Regions from separate parts of the Mus musculus genome. Here region 2 is linked to region 1. Evidence: chromatin contacts called from public promoter capture Hi-C data. All regions are on one chromosome and are shown on one strand. The core of a region is the stretch at or near the end of the contact, and the rest is flanking DNA. Distances in the headings are between cores, read along the strand shown. Region 1 holds the start of Zfp759 (zinc finger protein 759). Region 2 holds the start of 9430065F17Rik (RIKEN cDNA 9430065F17 gene).

Region 1 (6,548 bases), core at 3,257-5,756:
TTTACTATTATGTGACAAGGAGACAGTGGTATTAACTTACTTACTCCATGGGAAGTGGTTCTATTTGGATGTATGGCCTAATTTGTGGTCTAGTCTTGCTAGAGGAATCATGACATGGTGGAGGTGGGGCTTTGGTGTCTCATACATACAGTCAGATCTGATCACTGTGTTCTAGAGCTCTTTTTTGCTGCCTCTGGAAGACATTCACTATCTGCTTCCTGCAGATAAAGATGTAGAACTCTTGGATCTGCAAGTGCCATGTCTGCCTACACATTATCATGCTTCCTGCCATGATAATAATGGACTGATTTTCTGAGATTATAAGCCAGCCCCAATTAAATGTTTTCTAAGACTTGCCTTGGTCAGGTTGTCCCTCCACACAAATGAAACTCTAAGACAGAACTTGGTACGAGCGACTTGGTTCTTTTCTGTGATAGGCCTCACCATGTTTTGGTTTGGAGGAATATGAATTTGGGGACTGTGGATTTGGAAAGCAGTGGAGTGCTTTAGGATGGGCTTACTGGGCAATGCTAGTAAGAATATGGAAGACTTTGGCGCTGATGGTGACTTGAACTGTGGGTGCCTAGCTCAAGAGGTTTCAAAGGCAAAGAATATTAGTGTGTGGCCTCGATAGTTCTCTCTGTCTCTCTTTCTCTGTCTCTGTCTCTTTCTCTGTCTCTGTCTCCTTCTTTGTGTGTGTCTATGTGTGTGTGTGTGTGTGTGTCTGTATCTGTGTGTGTGTGTATCTGTGTGTGTCTGTGTGATATGTGGTGACAAATGTGGATGCTTTGTGTCCTTTTCTGAATACTCTGCTACTAGTCCCCTGACAGGTATATCTCCCCTTCTCCAGCATCTGAAAACTCACTGATTGCAACTTGCAATTAACCAGAGGGTTTACCACACTGAGAGTGTGCTGGTAAATATTTGCTGACTTGACAGAAGCTATGATAATCTGGGTAGAGGGAACCTTAATTAAAATGATCTTTATAAGATAAGCCTTTAGATAAGTCTATGAAGTATTACAAAGATTGATGATTATTTGCGAAGTCTTTACATCACTGGAAAAGTGAACCTTGCTTGTTTAGCAAGGAAACTGAGATAGCCCTTGGTGAGCTGGAGGAGAGGGTAGAGCCTGAAAGCACATGTAGATGAGTTTAAAAACAGAAAAAAGTAACCACCACAGAGGTGTGAGGATAGACAAAAGACACATTTCAGTAAAGTAAGGAAAAAACTTCCCAATATACACCAGTAGAAATTAATTTTATGGAGAGGAATGAAGGAAGTATGTGGATGTATTATGAAGTCATGCGGTGATGTTCAGTGATCAACTACTATGAAGTCACCATTTGTTATATAATCTGCTGGCCAAGGTCAGTATGTCTTCCAAGAAGGTATGAAACTATCCGCACATTTTATGTACCTCCCTGTGAGGTATCCAGTAATGACGGGACCTGTAATGTATCTGGGGAATTTGTACAGGATCAGGATGGTAGACATTAGGAGTATTAAGAACTGCTATAGCAAGAGGTGTATTTCAATAGATTTTTGCTTATCACTGATGAAAGGATCTATCTTTCAAAATGAAAACTGGCAGTTGTTTAACCATATATGAATGTATATATATATATACATATATATGAATATTCCTTTTAAATATCATTATTTTTTCTAAACGTGAAACCTTGGTTTTACTTCTTGTTATTGTTCTTGTTCCAGACAGGGTTTCTCTGTATAGCACTGACATACCTGAAATTCACTCTATAAACTGGCTCTCCAGTAACTAAGAGATACAACTCTCTGACCCCTAACTAACAGAATTGAGTGTATGTAGCACCATGAGCAGCATAATTTTTTAATTATATATTTTATTTTACTTGTGTATCTGTCTCTGTCTGTCTGTCTCTCTGTGGGCCTATCTATTCTATAATAGATTCCTGATGATGTTTGAGCCTGATAATGTCAAAATAGGGTATTTGATCCTCTAGAACTGCTATTATATGTTCTTGAGAGCCACCATATGCATATTAGAAAACAAACTCATCTTCTATAAAACATTAATTACTTTTGGGGGAGGTTCGAGACAGGGTTTCTCTGTGTAGCCTTGGTTGTCCTGGAACTCACTTTGTAGACCAGGCTGGCCTCGAACTCAGAGATCTGCCTGCCTCTGCCTCCCAAGTGCTGGGACTAAAGGCGTGTGCCACCACGCCCGGCCATTAATTACTTTTAACTACTGAACAATCTCTTTAGCCTGTAAGCACAGATATTCAAGTGATTTCGCTAAACATGACACATACTAGGGATTGTTCCCAAGAGAGAAAATTAAATGATCAAGATGTAAAAAAATTATAGTAGGCAATATATTTAAAATGGTGAACATGGCCTAAACAAACATATTAGTCCTGAGACTCTAGCTCCAGTAGACATTTCCATAACTATGCCTGGGTCCCTAATAGTGTGCTGAATGAGCCTCCTCTTTGATCAAATCTTCAGGTTGTGACTATACCACGGTAGCTACTCCCCCTATTGAATTACACAGGCAAAATGCAAAGAAATGGAGACAGTAGAAGAGTCGTGACTCTATGCTGTATCCTCAAGGATGAGCGCATCTCCTATGAATGACTACTCTCTTAGGTAGGTTTGCATGTAGCAGATACAAATATACATGTACACACATACACACAAGTAGCACAATGTACTTAAGGTTATGACTGACTAGCTTACAGATAAATTCAACTCAGCCTAGGGTTATAGCATTTGGCTTTGGCAATTACTGGAACACAACCACTAATCTACTCTTGTAACTGCCGTCATGGCTACCTTCCCAGTGCTCTACCCCAGATATTTGCTGTTTCTCCTGGCCACAGGCTCATGGTCCATCTGTCCCAGGGCATCTTCATCCTCTTTCCCCATTTCTCCTTGTCCTGGTCTCTCTTTCTTCTCTCTCTTCTCCACCCCCTACCAGGTAACTCAATACCCGCCCTCCACAAATCCCTCCAGTAATTGGCTGTAGCCAATTTGATTTATCCCATAGTTTTAAATCAAGGATGAAGGTTTGTGCCACAGAACCATGTAAATATGAGAAGTCAGCTGTAGTACTAGATCTTGGATACAGAATTTAGCATTACAATACATAGCAACAGACCAGATCTCAACACATAACATATATTGGAAAACTAGCTATGCTCAGAAATACTAACTTTTGTGGTTTCTGTCAATGCCCTTCACTGCAGCATTCAGGAGGAGGACAGACCAGTCATGACACTTGCCAATCAAGTACAGGTACATGTATTGTTCCTTGACTCTAATTTTTCTAATTTGAGGAAGCCGTTCTGCATTCCTGGATAAACATACTCACTGGAAAAGAAGAATTAAATATGGACTCGGCACAGTATCTTCTTTGAAACAGCTTCTTTTTGAATCATTAGGATTCAGGGAAGTAGGAAGTCTTTTCTGTAACAGGGTTTGTAACTTTGACTCAACCATGAACTGCACAAGAATAAACCTTCCCAAGAAGAGACATGAATTCTCAATACTCTATGTTTCCAGTGTAACTCCTTTAATACAGTGATCTCATTAGACAGTATTATGAATATTTCTGATATCTTTGTATTCAAGAAGAAAATATCTCAGTGTTCTGTTTAGGAGAAGTGAGGGAAATTCAAGACAGATAACACTAATGTTCAAATATTGTCAAATATGACCGATGACAGGATCAGTGCAGAGACAGAAAAATCAATAAGGAACATCAAACCTAAGGCAGGGGGAAATCCTATAGTGCACAGTGGATTAAGAGTTAGTACACACGCCGGGCGTGGTGGCGCACACCTTTAATCCCAGCTCTCCGGAGGCAGAGGCAGGCAGATTTCTGATTTCGAGGCCAGCCTGGTCTACAGAGTGAGTTCCAGGACAGCCAGAGAAACCCTATACAGAGAAACCCTGCCTCGAAAAAAAAGAGTTAGTACACACATCATTGTGATCCCAGTAACTCTGTCCCGCCCCTTGGGAGACATACAGAAGAGAAAAACCAGTGGAGTGCTCAGAAAACATCTGCTGGTGACTAGCTTTGATTTCTAATTCTTCTATCTTAAGCGACTAGGATGGTTTCAATAGAATCGTAAAGAGATAATGCTCACTCCTACATTAACTTCCTGCTTCCACATTCTTAAATAAAGCAGATCATGAAAGCATGAATTTTCCATTTGTTAATAAGATTCTATAGTAGGTCGGAGTTTTTAAATCAAAATGTTTTATCAGAGATAACATGGAAACCTGATAGGCGGGATTAATGTGAAAGGTTCAGCTCACAGGCAAACATTTCGTGCCGTGACCAAGGACTGTAAAAGAGCCCAAATTCCCTGTGCATGTCCATGTGCACCTGCTCTCAGTGGACTGTAATCCAGGCAGTGTACAAAACCTCTTCAGTGGGTTCCCGGAAGTCCTTCCAATTGATTTGTGGGAAATGTAGTCCCGGCCCCTGTGACGGCATCAGAAAGTGCTGTCAGCATCAAATTTCCATATTCTTTCGTCAAAGGTCGCTTCTCAAATTTGTGCAGTTGTCCTGTTGAGCGCTGCATTTGGATTTCTGACATGGAGGTTGGTGCAGGGAACAGCACCATCTTGCAGATATGAGGGACTGTGCAGGGTGGCGGGTAGGGCACGGAGAGTGCCGGCTTGGGCTTGTTGTGAGACAGGAAGCTGCTGACCTGGAGATGCTGTGCTGACCTAGGCTGGGTCACTGTCCCTGGGCACAGGTTTGATGAGGAGAACGTTAGAAACTACAGGATGGCAAGGGCAGGCAGGGTCTGCACACTGCCTGTGCCTGCGATGCTGACCAGAGCTCAAGCATGTTTAAAGGGAAACGTGCTCGGCCTAGTTGACCCATTCTCACTGGCTGTAGTCAGATTCTCTGGACATACAGAACACGGGGACATCTACCGCCCCCTATACGTCATGTCCTGGAGACTACTCCTTGTTTGAGTTCACACAGCTTTCTAAAGTTCCTAGTGTCCAGGGACAGAGAGTCCTGTGACGGTGATTGTTGTGTGGGGTGTTAATTACTTTTCCTTTGGAATGAATTGTTAGATTTATGGATGCCTTGGTTAGAGTGGGAATTTCTAATAGACATCTCAGTGACATGATTCCTCACAATACATGGCTGTATAGCCACAGAATAATCTTGTAATTGGTAACATCCCGTGTTTGCACAATCTATGTAATTATGGATTTTACACAGATTAAAAATGACTAGACAGTAATACCTCAACGGTTCTGAGTATGTTTGTGTTCTGAGTATGTGTTCTGTCCAGTATTTGGACTTCTTTTCAGATGTGAGAGATAGATGACTTGGTGTGATGAGAGAAAGATCGCTGGGAGGAGCTGGAAAGTCTGAAAGGGAAGGAGGAAATATCTCTGCTCATCTGCCAGGCTCTGTACATTGTTCTCTTTAATCTGGCAGGATCTGGATATTGTCTCATCATGTGATTTTCTTATGTATGTTCCTATTATTGGCAGTGTTCGAACTCTCTTAAATTTTCCCTGTCCCTCAATGTGACTTTCAGGTTTACTGATGCACCCTTAATAGTTTTAGGAAGAAGTCTTCAAATTTTTCAACTGTATTAGAAAGGCTGCAAGATAAATTTCAAAACCTGTGGCATACTTGGGAACTTATGATTTGCATATAGTAGGTTCCTGTTCATGCAAAATGCATAGTTGTCCTTTTGAAGAGTTAAGAGAATAGTTTAGTCCAGAGCCATTTTTGTAGCCATGATCTGAGAACACAGGTTTAATTAATCCAAATTCCATGCTCCAACATGAAATCTATTTCATGGTTTTACAGAACAAAGAATGTCATTAACCTAAGAAAGCTTAAAATACATTGGTGTAAGTCTGATAGAGGTATGTATATGTACCTTGAGATATGGGAGATATTCTATTCACCTAAGATACCATCTGCTGAGATTTTAGCTTTTGGGTTGATAGAATCTCATGTTCTGCCTAGTCAGTGGATTCTGAGAGGTTTTTATCTATTAACAAGCTGTGTGGTCCACTACATAGTGAGGCAAGGACTGTCCCTGAAGGGAAAATCAGCCCAAGACAGCTAACCCTGAACCTGCAGAATTCCAGGCTCTGCCCCTCAGTGAACTTCCACGTGGGCCATCAGTCTCTGCACACACAGACTCCTTACAAGAGTTTTGCATTCACAACATACACACAGGTTTTCTTTGTGTGTTTGTTTTTTCAGGGTTTCTTCTCCACATCCCCTCCTCCATCTCAGGCGATCTTGCTTATACTGTCCTCAGTCAAACCAAGCTTTAGTGAGCTGGAGATAAACAAGATAAACAAGATTGAGGGACACTGGATCCAGCTAACCAACAGAAACAGGACCCAAATGATTAGATTCAGAAATGAACAGGGAGATTTTACAACAGATACCAAAAACTTCAGACTATCATAAAGGGATATTTTGAAAATCTGTCCAGTGTAATTGGAAAATCTAAAAGACATCACTCATATCTACTTGTTGTAGACAACTTTGTACTGGCTAGTTT
Region 2 (7,460 bases), core at 1,302-3,801, 420 kb after region 1:
GCTCTGGATGTCTTAGAACTCATCATGCGGATGAGGTTGGCCCCCCTCTTCCACCCAAGTGCTGGGATTAAAGGCTTGTGTCACCTGACCCAGTCACCTCTTAAGAAAGTAGACTCTGCTGAAAGCATGAAAGCTTGAAAGCACAAGGTGAGAGATGAGAAACACATCTTCCACTTTCTTTACCTATGAGATATGGCACCGCCAGGTGATGAAACTTAACTTCCCGTCTTTTGAATAGAGGCTGGTCCTAGACACAAGCCTAGACTAACAGCATGGAGAAAGGAGAAGTCCAAGAACTCATGCACACCATGCCTGTGCCCCTCAAACATATTCCTTCATTGAAACCAAACAGTCCTGATTAGCAGGAACTTATGGGAAGTAAAAGCTAGCTGCAAATAGAAGACTGGATTTCCAATTAGCTTCTAGCTACTAGTGACACCATTTTGAACACAGACTACCTATGGATTAAAGAACATGCTGCCTTAAAACCTCAACAAAAGTATGATAAAGTAGCCAACTCATAGGTCTCTGGCCCAGCTCTTCACCCACATGTACCTTACATGCAGCCATCATTAATTCTTGGTTTTAGCCAACACATCTTGACATCTTGCCAACTTGGAACATTGAACATGGTATGGGAGACCATAGGTGTTATTTACTTGCAAACTAATATGCTTTTTAAATATGTATTCCAAGTAAGTAACACATGCTTTAATCTGTTCAAATCTGTACAAATCTAACAGTGATCTTAAATATTCAGTACAATGTTACTACTTGTGCCTAAAGAAATACTAAGCGCAGCCCATCCTGTAAACAGTGGAGGCTCAGATTCTCATCCAACTGATTTGTTTTTATGAAGCCACCTCAAAGAAGATAATAACTGCGTGTCTTTGAAAAAGTCTGCCAAACAATCTGACGCATACTTTTCAACTCAAAATACATCACTTGCATTTGAAAACAACTACCGACAGACTCAAGAACAGAAATCTTTATAAACCAAAAGGAGAAAAATGACAAAAATCCGTGCTTCACATTTTTTATTCCTCCCATCCAAATCTATACAAATACCTTCCGTATCTTCTCTCCATGTTAACCAACAGATGTCACACAGATCACCAGGGGATGGTGAGCATCATCATCGCCATCCTGCAAACTTTCCTATCAGAGTCTTTGTAAGGACGACATGTGTAATACAACAACGTCACTATATGTGAGTTTCTAAAATGAGTAATTCCTTCCCTCATATTTTCACTTGTACAAACAAAAGACTATGTGAGCAGCCCACTGTGAAAAAACTACAGGATCCCGAGTGAACCATAGCTCTTAAAGTCATCTCTTACTCTTTTGACCCAGTATAAAAACTTGGGAGAAACGGTTCCGGACGAACTGTTTAAGGGCACTCGTGGAACACAGATCCCACAACTAGTGACAGTTTTAGACACAGTATGCAGTGGACAACGACGGGAGAAAACCATGGGATCGATCAGAGAGCACTGTAAGCATCCGGTCAGGTAGGCAGGACTATTTCTCTTTCCCAGAGAAACTCAAGCACCTCTGTCCCCTTACAGTCAATCCCTAGACACCCTTGTAGCCTCTAGCCAACTCATCTCCCACAAACTAATGGCATCATAATTCCCAATGGAATTGGATGAGTTATTCTTCTCCAGTACAGTGCAGGATCAGTAATTTCTTGTTTTGCAAAGCTAGAATCTTTTCCTTTAGGGGATCATTCTAGCTCTGCATGGGGGTGTTAGTCTGAGGATTCAGGTCACAGCAGTGATCATTAAGTATTCCTATTTAAAACGGCAGTCCATAAATCTCTGTTCCAATGAAAATGGGATTAACATCCCATGCATCAATCTCTCTCGCAAAACTCTCCGTCCTTGGAAACTAGTAACTCTATGAACTTCTATCAATACAAACTAAAAGTATTAGGCCGGCTATAAAGTACAGGAGGGGCCAGATCTCCACTTGGTCTAGGTGTCCTGAGAAAACTGACAAGCGCGGGGAAGGCGTGGGTCCATAGCCAATCTGAGATGTATGAGTCCACCACCACCACTTCCAGGTACAGGTTACGAGCAGACCCGCCTGTCCGAGCAATCCTGGATTTTCATATTCCCAATTCCTTTCTTACCAATACAGCCTCTATAAGAGACCCAGGCAGCTACTCTGAGCTCACAAGAGCGTTCACTTCCAGCACCAACCGCATGCCCTCTCCCCGGCCCCAGCAGGCTTCCAGACGCTGTGGCCCAGCCTAGGTCAGCAGGGCTCCACCAAGTCTGTTCTTCCCGCCTCCGGGCCACCCCTCCTCCGCCGCCTCCGGGCCGGACCCGCCCTCGGTCCCTCCGACCTGCAGCGGTACGCGACACCCTGGACCAACCTCCATGTCAGCGATGCAAGCCGAGCGCGGAGCAGGACCAGAGAATCGCCCAACTTTGAGAGAAAATGCACTAGTGCAGTCGCAATGCGGAAGTGCCGTTTCCACAATGGCTCCTTGTGAAGCGATCCAACGGAAGACTACACTTCCCACAAGTCTGTGCGACGAGGCGCCAGGAAAACAGGCTGGTGACGTGTGTGTTTCCTGTGTTTCTTCACCTCTGCAGGTGAGGATGGATGGGAACGCGAGCATTTTTTGCACTGGGACAGCCATAGGGAGTCGGGCTGCTTTTAAAATCCCGGGTTCACTACCGGAGATGTTTGAATGTGAGTCGAGCCTTTGACTCTAATGTTTGCTGATTATTTCTGGTCAATCTGTACTGATTTAAAACTCAAAGTCTACTTATTATGAGGTTTATTCCATATGTAAAATTCACGTTGACTCAATTTAACTTTAAAATAAATCAGCAAAAAATTGTATGGAAATGACCACTTTCTGTTAAGATGATTTTACAATCAGCCTATTTGTCACTCCGTGTCTTCGCAGATGCTCAGGAGCTTAAGACAGAAGGATGCCAAATCCAAGGATAACCTGGGCAAAAGGTACAAACTACAAAAAAGGGTTACTGAGCATCTTAGGGGTAAAGTCCCTGCTTGCCTGGGATGAAGAAGGCTTTAGTTATAAATACACCACTACAATAGACAATCTCGTCCTGTAGTTAAATAAAATAACCAGTTTGCCACAGCTGGAAAAAAAGTCTTAGTGTGAACATTGGAATCCATACAGTGTAGTGCACAGGTCAAGGTGCACAGATATGATTTAAAATTATAGAACAAAATTAAAAGCCCAGCTCTCTAGAATTCACTTGTAAAGAACTCAGAGAATCTAACTGGGAACATAGAAATAATGAATGAATGAATAAAGATAGATTGGCACCATTGGGACCTCCTATCTCCTCGTAAATATCTAGTGCTGTACTGGTCATGCCAAAGACCAAAGAACAAACCTTTTTAGAAAGAAGAGTCTGGACTCGTGACGGACAGTGGTTCACAAGGAAGCTAAATCTCAGCTGAGAAGGAAAGTCTTTTTTTTTTTTTTTTTTTTTTAATAAGAAACTTGTGTCCTGCCGGGCAGTGGTGGCGCATGCCTTTTATCCCAGCACTTGGGAGGCAAAGGCAGACAGATTTCTGAGTTGGAGGCCAGCCTGGTCTACACAGTGAGTTCCAGGACAGCCAGGGCTATACAGAGAAACCCTGTCTCGAAAAACCAAAAAAAAAAAAAAAAAAAAAAAAAAAAAAAAAAAAAAAAAGAAAGAAAGAAAGAAAGAAAGAAAGAAAGAAAGAAAGAAACTTACTTGTGTCCTTTTTTATTCTTCCCTGAAATGTTTAAGAAGGAGTTTTAATAACTGGTTGGGGAGGGTGGTTGGAGAGATGGCTCAGCGGTTAAGAGCACTGACTGATCTTCCAGAGGTCCTGAGGTCAATTCCAGCAATCACGTGGTAGCTTACAACTATCTGTGGATCCCAATCCAGTGCCCTCTTCTGGTGTGTCTGAAGACAGCTATGGTGTACTCATATAGAAAAAAATAAAAATAACTATTAGGTGACACAAATGCCAATATTTCTATAGATAAGAATGAATAATACAGTCTCTGCAAATATGAATTCAATTTGGAGAGAAGAGTGTGATTAAGAAGTCTCAGGGTTTACAAATATTTGGGCCTTAGTGATGAAAGCACACAGTCAGGTACAGGGTATTTGGTCCTTTTTGCTTTCATTTTAGAAGGACATAACTTCTAAAAACAACACCCATCTCCTTCACACAAATGACCACTTTCTGAGAGAATCATTTATCCAGAATACATGCAGCAGACAGTCTCACTTTGCAATATTCTCATGTTTACATAGAATTAGTAAACATACCACCCAGGATGTAAGTCACATTTTATGTAAGTTTGAACTGGAAATTTTGCCATAGAAAAATATTTAAAAATTCAACAGATGTATGTCTTAGTCAGAGTATGTATTCCTGCTCAAAACATCATGACCATGAAGCAAGTTGGAGTTGAGGGTTGGCACCATAAAGAGAGCCTATGAGAGGCTATTGGTGAAGCCTAGTTGCAGCAGAAAACAGCAGTGTTTTGGAGATGCCGGTATCACGAGATGACCACCAAGATTACACTTCCACATTGCTGTTCATCATCAAAGAAAGTCAGGACTGGAACTCAAGCAGGTCAGGAAGCAGGAGCTGATGCAGAGGCCATGGAACTGGCTTGCTTCCCCTGGCTTGCTCAGCTTGCTTTCTTATAGAACCCAAGACTACCAGCCCAGGCATGGTATCACCCACAATGGGCTCTCCCGCCCTTGATCACTAATTGAGAAAGGCCTTACAGCTGGATCTCATGGAGGCATTCCCTCAAGGGAGGTTTCTTTTTCTGTGATAACTCCAGCCTGTGTCAAATTGACACACCAAACCAGCCAGTACAGTACCTTAATTATCAAGAATTGTAACCATTTTTATATTTGAGACAGGTTTTCATATAGCCTAGGCAAATCTGAAACTGCATAGCTGAAAAACTTGTACTCATTCAATCCCTGCTTGTCCTCTCTGAGACTGTGCAATATCATAGCTATCTATCATAACTTTCTCTGTTTCTCTCAGAAAGTATCTCACAAGACCCTCAAGGACAGAAAAGTTTTATTTTATCTCACAATTTGGAGGTAGGGCACATTATGGCAAGGAATGCCTGGAAGGATGATAGAGCACAATAAAATTCTGTGCCCCCTGCCCCTGTGGAAAAACAACAGGAGAGATATAAATACGGATGCTCATTCATCAAAGTTTAGCCAGTTTAGTGATTGCCCCCATGAATCTAGATATTATAAAGTTTTCAGAGAGATGCAATCTTACTGTGAAGGCAGAACGGGGCAGAGAGAAGGTTCTCTGAAGCAGGCATGCTGAGCTGCTAATGGCTATGGATACCTTCTTCTGTGGAACTGCAGAGAAGAGGAAGGAGTTGGCTCCCTGTAGATGGTACGGGACCAGACTCTCTCTGTATCTTCAACTTAGGTTTGCTGTGAGTGCACGGGAGGAATTATGGACAGCGGCCTTACCAATCTATGTTTCTTCCATTTTATATACATTTTAAACTCAGTTTACTTGCTTGTTACTGATCATTTTTAAAGTTAGGAAATCAGCATAATATTGAAATGAATTTAGTGGAGAAAAAGGGGTTAAAAAGCTAAGAAACTACTTACCATCTATTCCAGATGTTTTATGAACACTGATAATTAGTTAAACAGGTTCACCAACTAATCCAGAAATTCCATTTATGACCCATTCTCCCTGTGAACTTTCTAGAACCAATAACTTTTGAAATTATTTAGCTCTGGTTCAAACCAGACGAGAGTGAGGGCATTGCTTGAAAGATAATAATTTCTCACAGCACCTTTTAATGGATTTGTTAGTATGGAGAACTTCCTTTTAAACTGTCCTAGATCCCCTTCCAATTCACTTGCTAGACTTAAACACTTCACAGTCATTGTCAGTGCTTGTCAGTGTTGTTTCTATTCTGAAGAACTGGTATGTTCTTAGTCATGTTGCAATGAATATTTCCCTATTACCTCTTTTGCTTTCAAATAAGCTCATTTTTATTAGATATTTTATTTACATTTCAAATGTTATCCCCTTTCCTGGTTTCCCCTCAGAAAACCCCCTATCCCATTCCCCTTCCCCCTGCTCACCAACCCACCAACTCTTTCTTCCTGGCCCTGGCAGTCCCCTATACTGGGGCATAGAACTTTCACAGAACCAAGGGCCTCTCCTCCCATTGATGACCAACTAGGCCATCCTCTACTACATATGCAGATAGAGCCATAAGTCCAACCATGTATTTTCTTTGGTTGGTGGTTTAGCCCCAGTGAGCTCTGGAGATACTGGTTAGTTCATATTGTTGTTCCTCTTATGGGTCTCCAAACCTGTTCAGCTTCTTGGGTACTTTCTCTAGCTCCTTCATTGGGGACCCTGTGCTCAGTTCAATGGATGGCTGTGAGCATCCACTTCTGTGTTTGTTAGGCACTAGCCGAGCCTCTCAGGAGACAGCTATATAGGCTCCTGTCAGCAAGCACTTGTTGGCATCTACAATAGTGTCTGGTTTTGGTGGTTGTTTATGGGATGGATCTCCAGGTGAGGCAGTCTCTGGATGGTCATTCCTTCAGTCTCTGCTTCACACTTTGTCTCTGTAACTCCTTCCATGGGTATTTTGTTCCTCTTTCTAAGAAGGACTGAAGTATTCACACTTTGGCCTTCCTTCTTGAATTTCATGTGTTTTTTGAATTGTATCTTGGGTATTCCGAGCTTCTGGGCTAATATCCACTTATCAGTGAGTGTATATCATGTGTGTTCTTTTGTGATTGTGTTACCTCACTCAGGATGATAGCCTTCAGATACATCCATTTGTCTAAGAATTTCATGAATTCATTGTTTTTAATAGCTAAGTAGTACTCCATTGTGTAAATGTACCACATTTCCTGTATCCCTTCCTCCGTTGAGGGACATCTGGGTTCTTTCCAGATTCTGTCTACTATAAATATGGCTGCTATGAACATAGTGGAGCATGTGTCCTTATTACATGTTGAAGCATCTTCTGGGTATATGCCCAGGAGTGGTATTGATGGATCTTCTGGTAGTACTGTGTCCAATTTTCTGAGGAAAAGCCAAACTGATTTCCAGAGTGGTTGTACCAGCTTGCAATCCCACCAGCAATGGAGGAGTGTTCCTCTTTCTTCACATCCTCGCCAGCATCTGCTGTCACCTGAGTTTTTGCCCTTAGCCATTCTGACTGGTGTGAGGTGGAATCTCAGGGTTGTTTTGATTTGCATTTCCCTAATGATTAAGAATGTTGAACATTTTATTAGGTGCTTCTCAGCCATTCAATATTCCTCAGTTGAGAATTCTTTGTTTAGCTCTGTACCCCACTTTTAAATAGGGTTATTTGGTTTTCTGGCGTCCAACTTCTTGAATTCTTTACATTATAATGGATAGTAGCCCCCTATCAGATCTGTTGGTTGCCATTTTGTCTTATT

What was found. Capture Hi-C pulls out chosen DNA fragments and counts their contacts.
Region 2: a contact with region 1 is called in a promoter capture Hi-C map of liver. The contact joins the promoter of 9430065F17Rik here to the promoter of Zfp759 in region 1. A contact is called at or near these places in 10 of 39 promoter capture datasets (the C10 cell line, cranial neural crest, embryonic stem cells and 6 more), 4 of 484 Hi-C or Micro-C datasets (CD4 T cells, the N1E-115 cell line, embryonic stem cells and 1 more), 3 of 115 datasets of contacts at active chromatin or transcription factors (bone marrow-derived macrophages, embryonic stem cells and stem cell-derived neural progenitor cells) and 4 of 9 other capture datasets (adipose tissue, liver, macrophages and 1 more).

What each region holds. Positions count from the first base shown.
Region 1 is chr13:67,123,722-67,130,269 of GRCm38.p6, forward strand. It overlaps Zfp759 (zinc finger protein 759), which reads left to right and starts at 4,507. Exons shown (of 4, transcript NM_172392.3): 1 at 4,507-4,593. The coding sequence starts at 4,588.
Region 2 is chr13:67,550,651-67,558,110 of GRCm38.p6, forward strand. 9430065F17Rik (RIKEN cDNA 9430065F17 gene) reads left to right here and starts at 2,552. Exons shown (of 5, transcript NR_131100.1): 1 at 2,552-2,603; 2 at 2,924-2,979. Zfp748 (zinc finger protein 748) reads right to left here and starts at 2,502. Exons shown (of 4, transcript NM_001035231.3): 1 at 2,381-2,502. The coding sequence starts at 2,386.